2 separate regions of the Callithrix jacchus genome follow, and region 1 is linked to region 2. The links are chromatin contacts, called in public Hi-C maps. All regions are on one chromosome and are shown on one strand. Each heading gives the region's core, a stretch centred on a gene start, on an enhancer-like site or on the middle of the called end of the contact. The rest is flanking DNA. Distances are from core to core; before and after follow the strand shown.

The links. A called contact is a pair of places that touch in the nucleus more often than the background predicts.
Region 1: a Hi-C map of induced pluripotent stem cells shows a contact between it and region 2, with 5 times the contacts expected there. The contact joins two enhancer-like sites. A contact is called at or near these places in 3 of 3 Hi-C or Micro-C datasets (induced pluripotent stem cells and skeletal muscle).

What each region holds. Positions count from the first base shown.
Region 1 is chr10:110,130,808-110,135,590 of calJac240_pri, forward strand. No RefSeq gene overlaps it. Among named protein-coding and RNA genes, the nearest start is that of PRDM11, 37 kb to the right of the region's middle. Within about 2 kb of position 2,719, at least 2 of the 16 cell types and tissues checked have an H3K27ac peak or open chromatin away from gene starts, as enhancers often do.
Region 2 is chr10:109,636,791-109,642,277 of calJac240_pri, forward strand. It overlaps CD82 (CD82 molecule), which reads left to right. Exons shown (of 11, transcript XM_009007975.5): 6 at 706-830; 7 at 1,002-1,076. Among named protein-coding and RNA genes, the nearest start is that of CD82, 42 kb to the left of the region's middle. Within about 2 kb of position 3,816, at least 3 of the 16 cell types and tissues checked have an H3K27ac peak or open chromatin away from gene starts, as enhancers often do.

The DNA.
Region 1 (4,783 bases), core at 1,469-3,968, 490 kb after region 2:
TTTTAGAAAACATTTCTTCAAGCATTGATTTTTTTTTCTTTCTTTCTTTTCTTTCTTTTTTTTTTTTTTTTTGAGACTGAGTCTTTCTCTGTCGCCCAGGATGGAGTGCAGTGGTGCGATCTCGGCTCACTGTGACCTCTGCCATCCAGTTTCAAGTGATTCTCCTGCCTCAGCCTCCCAAGTAGCAGGTATTACAGGTGCCCGCCACCACATCCAGCTTATTTTTGTATTTTTAGTAGAGACAAGGTTTCACCATGTTGGCCAGGCTGGTCTTGAACTCCTGACCTTGTGATCTGCCCAGCTCGGCCTCCCAAAGTGCTGGGATTACAGGTGTGAGCCACCGCTCTCAGCCTAGACTGCCTGTTCTAAAGCTCATACACTTGTGAGCTCCTCAGGCTCTGTCTTGGGACCCAGTTCTTATTACTTCACCAGTCATTCTGACAGAGTTGTGGGTCTGACTCTCAAATTCACAGTGAATTAGAAGTAGAAAGTTTTACAGGATGGGAGAAGAATTGAGAAGTAGGTGCAATGATAGCAGTGAGGGCTGCTGCTAACATCAGGAGACCAAAGCTTTTTTTTTTTTTTTTTTAAGCATCATAAAATGGCATCATCTGGCAGATTGTGAATGCATCAACACGACCTTCATTAATTATACTATTTAATGAAGTCAGAAAATCTATCACATTTCTAAAAATAGTTCCATCCAAAGGCTTAAATGAAATTTGAAAGTTAAAGTAATTAAGAGCAATCCCTCAGCCATACAGATTCACTAATTGTCGCCAAAATCTGAGTGACTGAGACCTCTTTGTACCTTTCAGAACCTTGTCCTAGACATCAGAGTGATGGGTGATCCTCACACTCACCCCATGAGAAAAAAATAGGCAGAGGGGCCACCCCATGTCACAGGTGAAGAAACTTATGCTCAGCTTTTCATAGCCTGCCCAGATAGCTCTTCATTTACAGAGTTAGAGAGGGAGCCCAGGTCTCCTGACTGACAGCTCTGAACTCTCAGTCCTTCTGTCTGCCTCTTCTTTCCTCCCTCCCCTTCTCAAGCCACACTCACCCATAGGTGCTCATCATCTGCAGCTTCTGCTGATTGGCTGGTGAGATCACTCTGAGCTGCAGCCCTCTCTTCCATAGGTCCAGAGTATGTTGACATCACAGAGGTTATTTGCATACCTATCAGCCAATCAACAGTTTCCCATCCTCAAATGGGCATTTCCTCTCTTTATGGAACTAAGCCTTCTCACTGGGACTGAGCTCCTAACAGTCACAACAGAAACTGCCTTTTATTGAACACTTACTATGGGCCAGGACTGTGCTATATATTTTGCATATTTTCTCTCAATGAATGTGCCCAATAACCGACTGAGGTAGGAACTAGGTTAGTCCCACTTCTCAGAGAAGAAACTTCCAAAGTGTAAGCATTTGCCCAGGATCTTACAGACAATAAGAAGCAGAGATGGAATCTGCACTCAGGGATATAAATATAAATGCTGGGCTCTTAACCAGCTCTAGCACCTTCCAACAGAGGGACAAGTGTTGAGGACTTTCACTAGGGAAAGCAGATTCTCCCTTTCCCCACACTTCCTGCACCTCAGTCACCTTACTGGGCTGAGAGGTGTGCTGTTCCATCAGAGGAGGGAGCTAAGGAGAACTTGCAGCTAGGGAGGGGGTGCTGCCATGCTGCTGAGCAGAGAATTGCCCGGTCTTCAGACCTGGGAGGTCTCCTTCAAGTGTCAAAAGAAGGTATTTGGCTGGGCATGGTGGCTCACGCCTGTAATTCTAGCACTTTGGGAGGCTGAGGTGGGTGGATCACGAAGTCAGGAGTTTGAGACCAGCCTGGCCAATATGGTGAAACCTGGTCTCTACTATAAATACAAAAGTTAGCTGGGCCTGGTGGTGCATGCCTGTAATCCCAGCTACTTGGGAGGCTGAGGCAAGAGAATCGCTTGAATCTGGAAGGTGGAGGTTGTAGTAGGCGGAGATCACACCACTGCACTTCAGCCAGGTGACAGAGCAAGACTCCGTCTAGGGAAAAAAAAAAAAAGGTTGGGTGCGGTGGCTCACACTTGTAATCCCAGCACTTAGGGAGGCCAAGGCAGGGGGATCACAAGGTCAGGCAATCGAGACCATCCTGGACAACATGGTGAAAAGTGTCTCTACTAAAAATAACAAAAATTAGGCAGGCATGGTGGCGTGCACCTGTAGTCCCAGCTTCTCGGGAGGCTGAGGCAGGAGAATCACTTGAACCCAGAACGCCGAGATTGCAGTGAGCTGAGATTGCGCCACTGCTCTCCAGCCTGGCAACAGAATGAGACTCCGTCTCGAAAAAGTTTTTTAAAAAGATATTCAGGGCTGAGAGCTAGAGGCTGTGTGGAGCCACAGCCTCATTGCTGAGAGCCTGTGTGACCTGGGCCCATGTGTGATTAATGATCCCCAAGGGCTCTTCCTGTCTTAGTTTCTGCAAGGCTGACTTTCCAGAGGGTGGAGTTGGCAGATACCAGCTGGACACTGATAAGGGAAAACTAAAGCTCAGCCTCACAGCCCTCCCCCAGGGCAGGCATGAAGGGAAGCACCCCAGCTGGGGCCCCAACACTGCCCTCTGCGATCCAGCCACTCCCAGGAAGGGAGTAGAAAAGCACCAACATCCTCTGCATGAGCCTCCCTCGCACCCCACCACAGCTTCCTTCCCCCATGCCACCCCAGTCCATTAGGTCCAGACACCCGGTCACATACACCCTGGGCCCTCAGCCCTGGGTGGCCACCCCAGTGGATGCTAGAAATGCCAGGCAAGCCTCTGCCCACAGAACGTGGTGCCTGGCCCATTGCACGGGGGCAGCCAAGTCATCAGTTCGATGCCCAAGCAGTCAGGGTGGGTTTCCCAGGAACAGCAGCAATTGGGCTGGGCTTGCCAAGCAGGTTAGTATGAACTGGTTGACCATGAAGGGGACAGCAGGCGTGATGTACAGAACAGCAGATGCAGAGAGATGGGCAGAACGGTTCACCTGGCGTGGTAAGGCCCACTTACTGTGTGCGCAGGAGCTGACTCAGAGTGTGATGAGGGTAACAGAGAACCCAAGTCTCCTTCCTCCCAGCCCAGTGCTCATCTAAGCGTGAGCCCTAGCCTTGCATTTTCATTCTCTTGTCTGGTCATCACTGGACAGTTGCCTCTGCCATGTCTACTGGACAAGACTGAGGATGGTCACCAGCAGCTTTCCTCGGCATCCCTCCCCAAAGCCCAGAAACCCTGACCACCCGCCAGGCCCCCTCCTCCCGGGACCTAGAGCCCAGTCTGGACTCTGCAGTTGATCCTTTAACGCCATCTGGTGGTAGAAATATGAAACTACAGCAAGTGGGGAGCGTGGTGAAGGACGAAAAGTTGGAGGAGGATAAGGAGGAAGATGAAGGAAGATGGGAAATGAGGACGAGAAAAGAATTTGTATAGCCTGCATGGATCGCCATGTGCCTTGGTAGAGACAGACAAATCTAGGCCCTGCCCTTTTGCAGCTTTGTGATTTTGAGCAGTTCACAGTTCCTCCCTGAGCCTCAGTTTCCCCATCTGTAAGACCAGGACAAATAACCCAAACTTAAGCGTTAACTTTTGGCAGGGTATTGACCAAGAGGGAGCTTGAGGGGACCTTTGAGGATCTCAGAAATAACCTCTGTCTTGATAATCACAAAGTTTAAAAAAGTTATTGAGTTGTAAACTTAAGGTTTGTGTACTTTTACTGTATATATAGAACATACATGCACTGTATATATATTACGTATATAAATTATACCTCAGCAATAAAGTAAACGATAACACCAATCTACCTTTAATGGTGAGGACTAAGTGAAATCACGTAAGAAAGGGGCTTAGCTCAGGACCTGGCACCAAGTAAGGACGCATGAGGCCGATGGTTATCCCTGCTGTCGTCCAGCACTTTCAAATATAGCTGTGCTGCTCTGTTTCGCAATGGCCCTGTAAGTTGACTTACTTTTTATAGCTGAGGGATTGAGGCTCAGTGAAAACTTGCCCCACATGATCTAATTCCGTGCCCTAGAGTTTTTCTCCTGGGCCTAGCCCTCACGCTACGAGAGGCTGAGCAGCGCCCCGAACAACAGAGCAGTGTGGGCAAGCTGGCCCTCAAGGGTCGCAGCACCCAGCAAAGCACCAGACCAAAATGTTGACCACCAGTTCCCAGGAGACCTAGGTCTTTCAGGTGATGAGGCACCAGAGGGGCTTCTCTCAAGAGAGCAGGCATCAGCCGACCAGAAGGAGTGGGGCAGGAAAAGGCAGCAGGGCTGCGCAGGGCACAGGGCCAGACAGGCAGACCTGGGTCTGAATTCAGGCTCCTCTGGATGAAAGTGTGCAAGTTGCTTCTGATCTGGAAAATGGGGATGAAGACATGTGCCCTTTCAGCTGCTCAGGGTTGCTGCGATAGCTGCGTGAGACCATGGAGTGACGACTCTGATTCCCCACTGACCTTACAAAATGGACCAGAGCATCTCCATTTTGCAGATGAGGAAACTGAGGCATAGACACTGCAGACACCACCCAGCTACGACCCATCTCCCATCTGGGACCTCAGCCCTAAGATGAGTCATGGCAGAAAAACAGCCCAGGAAAGAGGAGCAAAGGTTTGGGAGGGAGGCGTCCTAAAACCTGGCCAGCAACCTCAGTGCTGCAGATGACACAGAACCACCCATGTGGCTGAAGGGACAGGGTGGGGCACTTTAGAAACATGACAGGAATATCACCCCAGCCCTGAGGTTAATCCAGATCAGGTACCCAGAG
Region 2 (5,487 bases), core at 2,566-5,065:
CTTGCCTGTGCGCCTTTCTGAGCCTCAGTTTTCTCATCTGTGAAATGGCCATGCTAGTGCCTGCCAGGCAGGGTGATGTCAGAATTGGAGGTGGTGTGTGGAAAGCCCCGAGGCACAGTGAGTGGACAAGAAAGGCTGCCGTTTGTTGTATGGACAAAAGGAAAGGCAGGTTAAAAATCAGCCTGCAATCAACGTCCCTGCCCCTGCAGAACCAGCCAGCTCCTCATCTGTCAATTCTGTAGATACGCACTGTGTGCAGCACCTCACTGAGAGAGGCGCTGTTTGGGCCGGGGGTTCCCTGGGAATAAAGCAAAGCTTCTGCTGTCATGCAGCTCTGGTTCTCGGTGGAGGAGTGGAGCAGACAATGAGCAGGAGGGACCTGTTTGGATCAGGAGTTAAATGTCTGTTCAATCCTGAGGAGTGTTACAAAGAAAAAAATAAAGCTGAGAAGGAAGTTGGGCTCCATAAGGGTACAGATTGCAATTTGACAAGTGGGAGGGACACATCTGGGGATGGCAACTTCCAAGGGAATGAGCTGGTTCCCTCTTGGACAGTGAAAAACCAGCAGGGGAATGCAGCTGACCCCAATACCCAGGCTCCAAGGAGGGGATTGGGAAGCAGACCTGGGCAGTTAGGCCGGGCGTTTGTACCCGCTGGACCCACTGATGTCATACTTATGAGTAGGTACGTGTCTTTTCCCCGTAGAAACCTCCTCCAACTCGCTCAAGATGGGCGCCTACGTCTTCATCGGCGTGGGGGCAGTCACCATGCTCATGGGCTTCCTGGGTTGCATTGGTGCCGTCAATGAAGTCCGCTGCCTGCTGGGGCTGGTGAGTACAGGTCCCTCTGCAGCTGCCCGCCCATTCCCTTTCATCCAGCCAAGCGCAGCCTGAGCACTGCACTGGTCATAGCCCCAGGTGGAGAGCATCTCCCGAGGCATGTGGGCTGGGTACACCAGGTAGGGAACCGCGGCTGACTTCCTGCCTGCTTTGTGTCCCCAGTACTTTGCCTTCCTTCTCCTGATCCTCATTGCCCAGGTGACGGCTGGGGCCCTCTTCTACTTCAACGTGGGCAAGGTAAGCCCCCTCTCCCTCCCTGCCCCATCACTAGGCTGGACCAGCCACGTGGGGGATTGACAAAAATCCCCCCAGTTGTCACAGACAGACCCAGTTGGTGTCAGGGATGGCCTCCTGGATGATATTCCATGTAATCAAATGGGGGAGCATTAGAGGAGAAGGCAGCAGGTGTGGGAAATCGCTGCTGGGCCTGGATCTCAGCCTGACCCACTGCTTTCTAGCTGTGTGGCCTTGGGCAAGCTGCTTGCCTCTATGTGTCTGCTCCACCGCCTGTGAAATGGGGACAATAAGAAAACTGAACGCTCAGAGTGGTTGCAAAGATACTTGAGATTATCTGAGTGAAACGCATAGCACAGAGCACCATAAGTACTCAACAAATGTCAGGCTTGTTATCAAGATGCTTTAGCAATTATTATGCCACTCACCCACAAATGAGGGGTCGGAAGGGAGATGTTCAGCTTTCAGAAATAGAAAATCAGACTCAGACTTGAAGGGCGTCTGCGGTTGACATAACCGGAAGTCTGGTTTGGAAGCTCGGCGGCCCTGGTTCTGGCTGTTCAGCATCCTTGCTGGGATGGTTTTCCTGCATCGTGCTGCTTACCTCATGGATCCAAGGCAGCTGCCATAGAACCAGGCACGGCATCTGTGCTGCTGTGGCCAGAAGATGGGGAAATGTGCAGTGCCAGCCATGGCCATCCCTTTTATCAGAAAAGCAAGCCCTGACTGTGTGCGGTGGCTCACACCTGTAACCAATGCTTAGGGAGGCAGACTTGGGGGGATCACTTTGAGACCAGCCTGGGCAACATGATGAGACCCCATTTCTACAAAAAAATTTCTTAAATGCTGGGCATGGTGGTGTACACCTGTGGTCCCAGCTACTCAGGAGGCTGAAGCAGGAGGATCACTTGAGGCCGGGAGGTTGAGGCTACAGTAAGCCATGCAACAGAGCCTGGGCAACAGAGTGAGACCCTGTCTCAAAAAAAAGAAAACCAAAAGCATCCAACAGACTTCCCCAGACTGAGTTACAAAGCCACCCTCGTTGCAAAGGAGGCTGAGAATGTGAGTAGCCAACTGTCAGATTCCAAAGACAGAGACACAAAGAGCCGAGGATGGCTATTGGGTGAGCAGCTGTGAGCCACAGTTATCCACTTATTATATATGAAGCACCTACTGTGTGCACATGGTATCTTCTAGAAGCTTTCCATACGTCATCTTGTCCTCACAATGGCTCTGCAGGGTTTTATGTTGACAGAAGGAGAAGCAGATGCTCTGAGATGAATAGCAATAACCACGTTGATAACAGTGACCCTAACCTGCACCTGAGTCCATGCACAGCATATACCAAGGACAGTGCATATACCACGTTACACTCCTCCTCTCGGTGATCCTCACTAGGCCCTCTCAAGGTAGCAGGAGAATCTCCGTCCTGCAGATGAAAGAGTACGGGCAGCCTAGGCGCCCTGACTCCGAGTCCTGAGTTCACCCGTCCCCAGACCCTGCCGAATGTGGCCTGTGGCCTAGCAGACCCTGGGGTCCCTGCTTCCAGTGCCACCAGTTCTTGTCCAACAGTGAGGGTGGCAGAGCCGGCAGCCAGATGGGCTCCTGCACTTTACCACTGGGAGGTCAAGTTGCCCAAGATCCCTCTTGGAAGGAAACTGAGCTCAACAACTAACACTTAGTAGAACTTAGAACAAGCCTGGAGCTCAGCGCTTCACACCAACTGCATTAATTATTCCTCACAACAATCCTGTGAGATCATGGGCATCAATAACCTCCATTTTCAGATGAGGAAGCTGGGTCACAGAGAGATCAAGCAGCTTGTCCAAGTTCACACAGCTAGTAAAGTGGCAGGGCCAGAACTGGAACCCAGGAAGCCTGGCTTCTGAATTCATGCCTGTGAAATTTTCACTGTGGCAGTTCCTGCCTGAATCTGTTTTACTTATTTATTTAAGCAAATAAATCATATTTATTTTATTTATAAAATAAATAAAAATTATCCTTTATTCTTGTTTCCCGGGAGAATTCGATCTGGCTCCCAACATAGGCTCAGGATAGCTAAGGTCAAAATGAGAGCAGAACCTACATCAAGAGAGAGGAAGGCAGTTGTTCCTGAAACCAGAGGACAAGATACTCTTAGTAGCTAAGGGCTAACTTGGGCACCGAGCTTCCTGGCAGTCAAGGCGAAAGTGGAAAATAATGGATTTTGTAAATGAAAAGCAGCTTGTTTGGCTATGAGACTGGAGACCAGCAATTAAGGGAGGGAAATTCCTTTCCCGGCAAAATGGATGTGGGATCAGGTCTTCATTTCTGCCTTATGGCACTGGAGCTTCCTTAGGACACAGTGATATAATCAGGGTGGAGTAGAAGCCGGCCCAGGTGAGCTGATTCCTATGACTCAGAAGCTGGATGCCTCTGCAGGGGTCTCGGGCAGTCTACCCTCTCACCCCATATGATTCACCATCTCACAGTAATAAAGATAGCACCCACCGAGTGGGCAGCAACCACATGCCAGGAGCTGAGCTAGAAATTTGAGCTGAAATACACGTGTGAAATTTACAAACATTTTCCATTTGAAGAAACTGAGGCCCAGGAAAGCAAAGTGTCTTTCGGCCACTGACACATACAGCTTGGATGCATCAGAGTGGGGATTTCCATCCTGATCCCTTGGACCCAAGGCCCATGCCTCCCTGTACACCACGCTGCCCTCCCAAGGGCTGCTTAAGTCTGCTTGGCTGACGATGAGGAGCTTAGCCTTAGAGCTGTCCTATCAGCCCCAGTCCCGGACTTGTTCGGAGATGTGGGTTTCCTGACCCCCGCCAGGCTCTGTGCTTGTACCCCGCCCCCATTTTTCCCTTTAGAGCCCACACCCCACACCCCCTAGTCCCACTGTGCCTCACCTTAGCCCACCACCACTTTTTCTGGAAGGCAGGGGGAAATTTTCTGGCTTTGCGAGGAAATTCTGGTGCCACTGTATCGCCCAAGTTGGAATGAATGATTTATTTTTTTCTTTCCCAGCGTGTTGTAAATCTCAGTGGAAGACTAAACACACTGTCGGTGGTGTTTATTCTGGCAGACAGGGCTTGGCAGGGGGTGGGGCTCATTTGAGCCTAAGGAAGAAAGGCCTTTTGAAAGGAGATAGGGCTCCCAGGCAGGTGGGTGGGAGTGACCTGCTGTGGTCTGCAGGCAGCCCCTCTGTTCTTCCTTCCCCTGTCACCCGCAGCCACTGTTCTCAGAGCAGCATTGGGGAAGTTGGGGACCTTGGCATGGCATGTGACCTGTGGAGCCTTGGGTTCTGCTTCTATAAACTGAGAATAAACCTGCTTCTCCCTGCCCTGCCACCCACGTTGAAGCGAACACAGACTGTGGCACTTATAAAAATGCGGAGCGGTGGCCAAGGGCCTCGGCTGTGGAACCACTGCTTTGACATCCTGAGCGTGCTACTCAGCCTCCCTGTGCTCCGTTTCCTCATTTATCAAACTAGTGACAATGCAGGCCCCCGTCCCTTCTCTGCAATTTGGAAATCCAAAGAACACCTTGGAAACCAAAAGTAGCATTTGCAGCTCATTTGGTGGCAAAATTGAACCTGAGGGGAAGCAAGGCTGTGTATGGCCTTTGCCTACCCCATACGGGTGTCCCTGGGGAAATAGGAACAGGAGTGATTGCAGGCTGCTGCCCCGGCCCCGCTGGGGGATGTGATCTATCCCCTCCAGGCCCTTTCTGCAATGTGATCCTGTCTGCCAGAGCCTGCAGGGGCTTTGGATGAAGAGCACTGGCGTAGGGGAAGGGCATTATGCGGCACCCGGCCCGAGGCGATGTTGCTGGCATCATTACCAGTGCTTATTACTATTGCCCCCGTTATTCACTTCATGAAGGCCTGGTAAGGGCTCAGTAGGTGGCAGCTGTTCCTGCTGCCCTCAGAGTCACCAGAGCAAGGGCAGTGGGATTTGGGCATGGCCCAAGATCCCTCCAGCTGTTTCCTCATTTGCTTGTTTATCCAGCCTCTGTTTGGTGGTCAGAGCCCAGCTCTGGGATTCAGGGGCCCTGTGTCTTAGTGTGGGCTCTGCCGCTGTTTGCTGCGTGGCTTCAGATAAGTTGTCCCGCTCCTCTGATCCACAGGTGAGCTCTTGGGCCGTGCCCAGCGCAGGCAGTCAAGAATTCTGACTTATTCTCTCTAGACAGTGGGGGTGGGGGGTGAGATGGAAGCAAGTGCAGGTTACCCTTTCTGGTGGTGTGTGGGTGCTGAGCTGGATGCCCTTGGCCTGCGGTACCTCTGCTAGCCAGGCCCCTGAGGCTCTGAGAATAATCAGACTCAAGCAGAAGCTGCTGGCACGGAAGGGGCTCACTTGGCCTGGCTGAGAGCCAGAGGTGGGGGCCATGACAGTGGCAGTGCCTGGCCAGACAACTCCCCAGA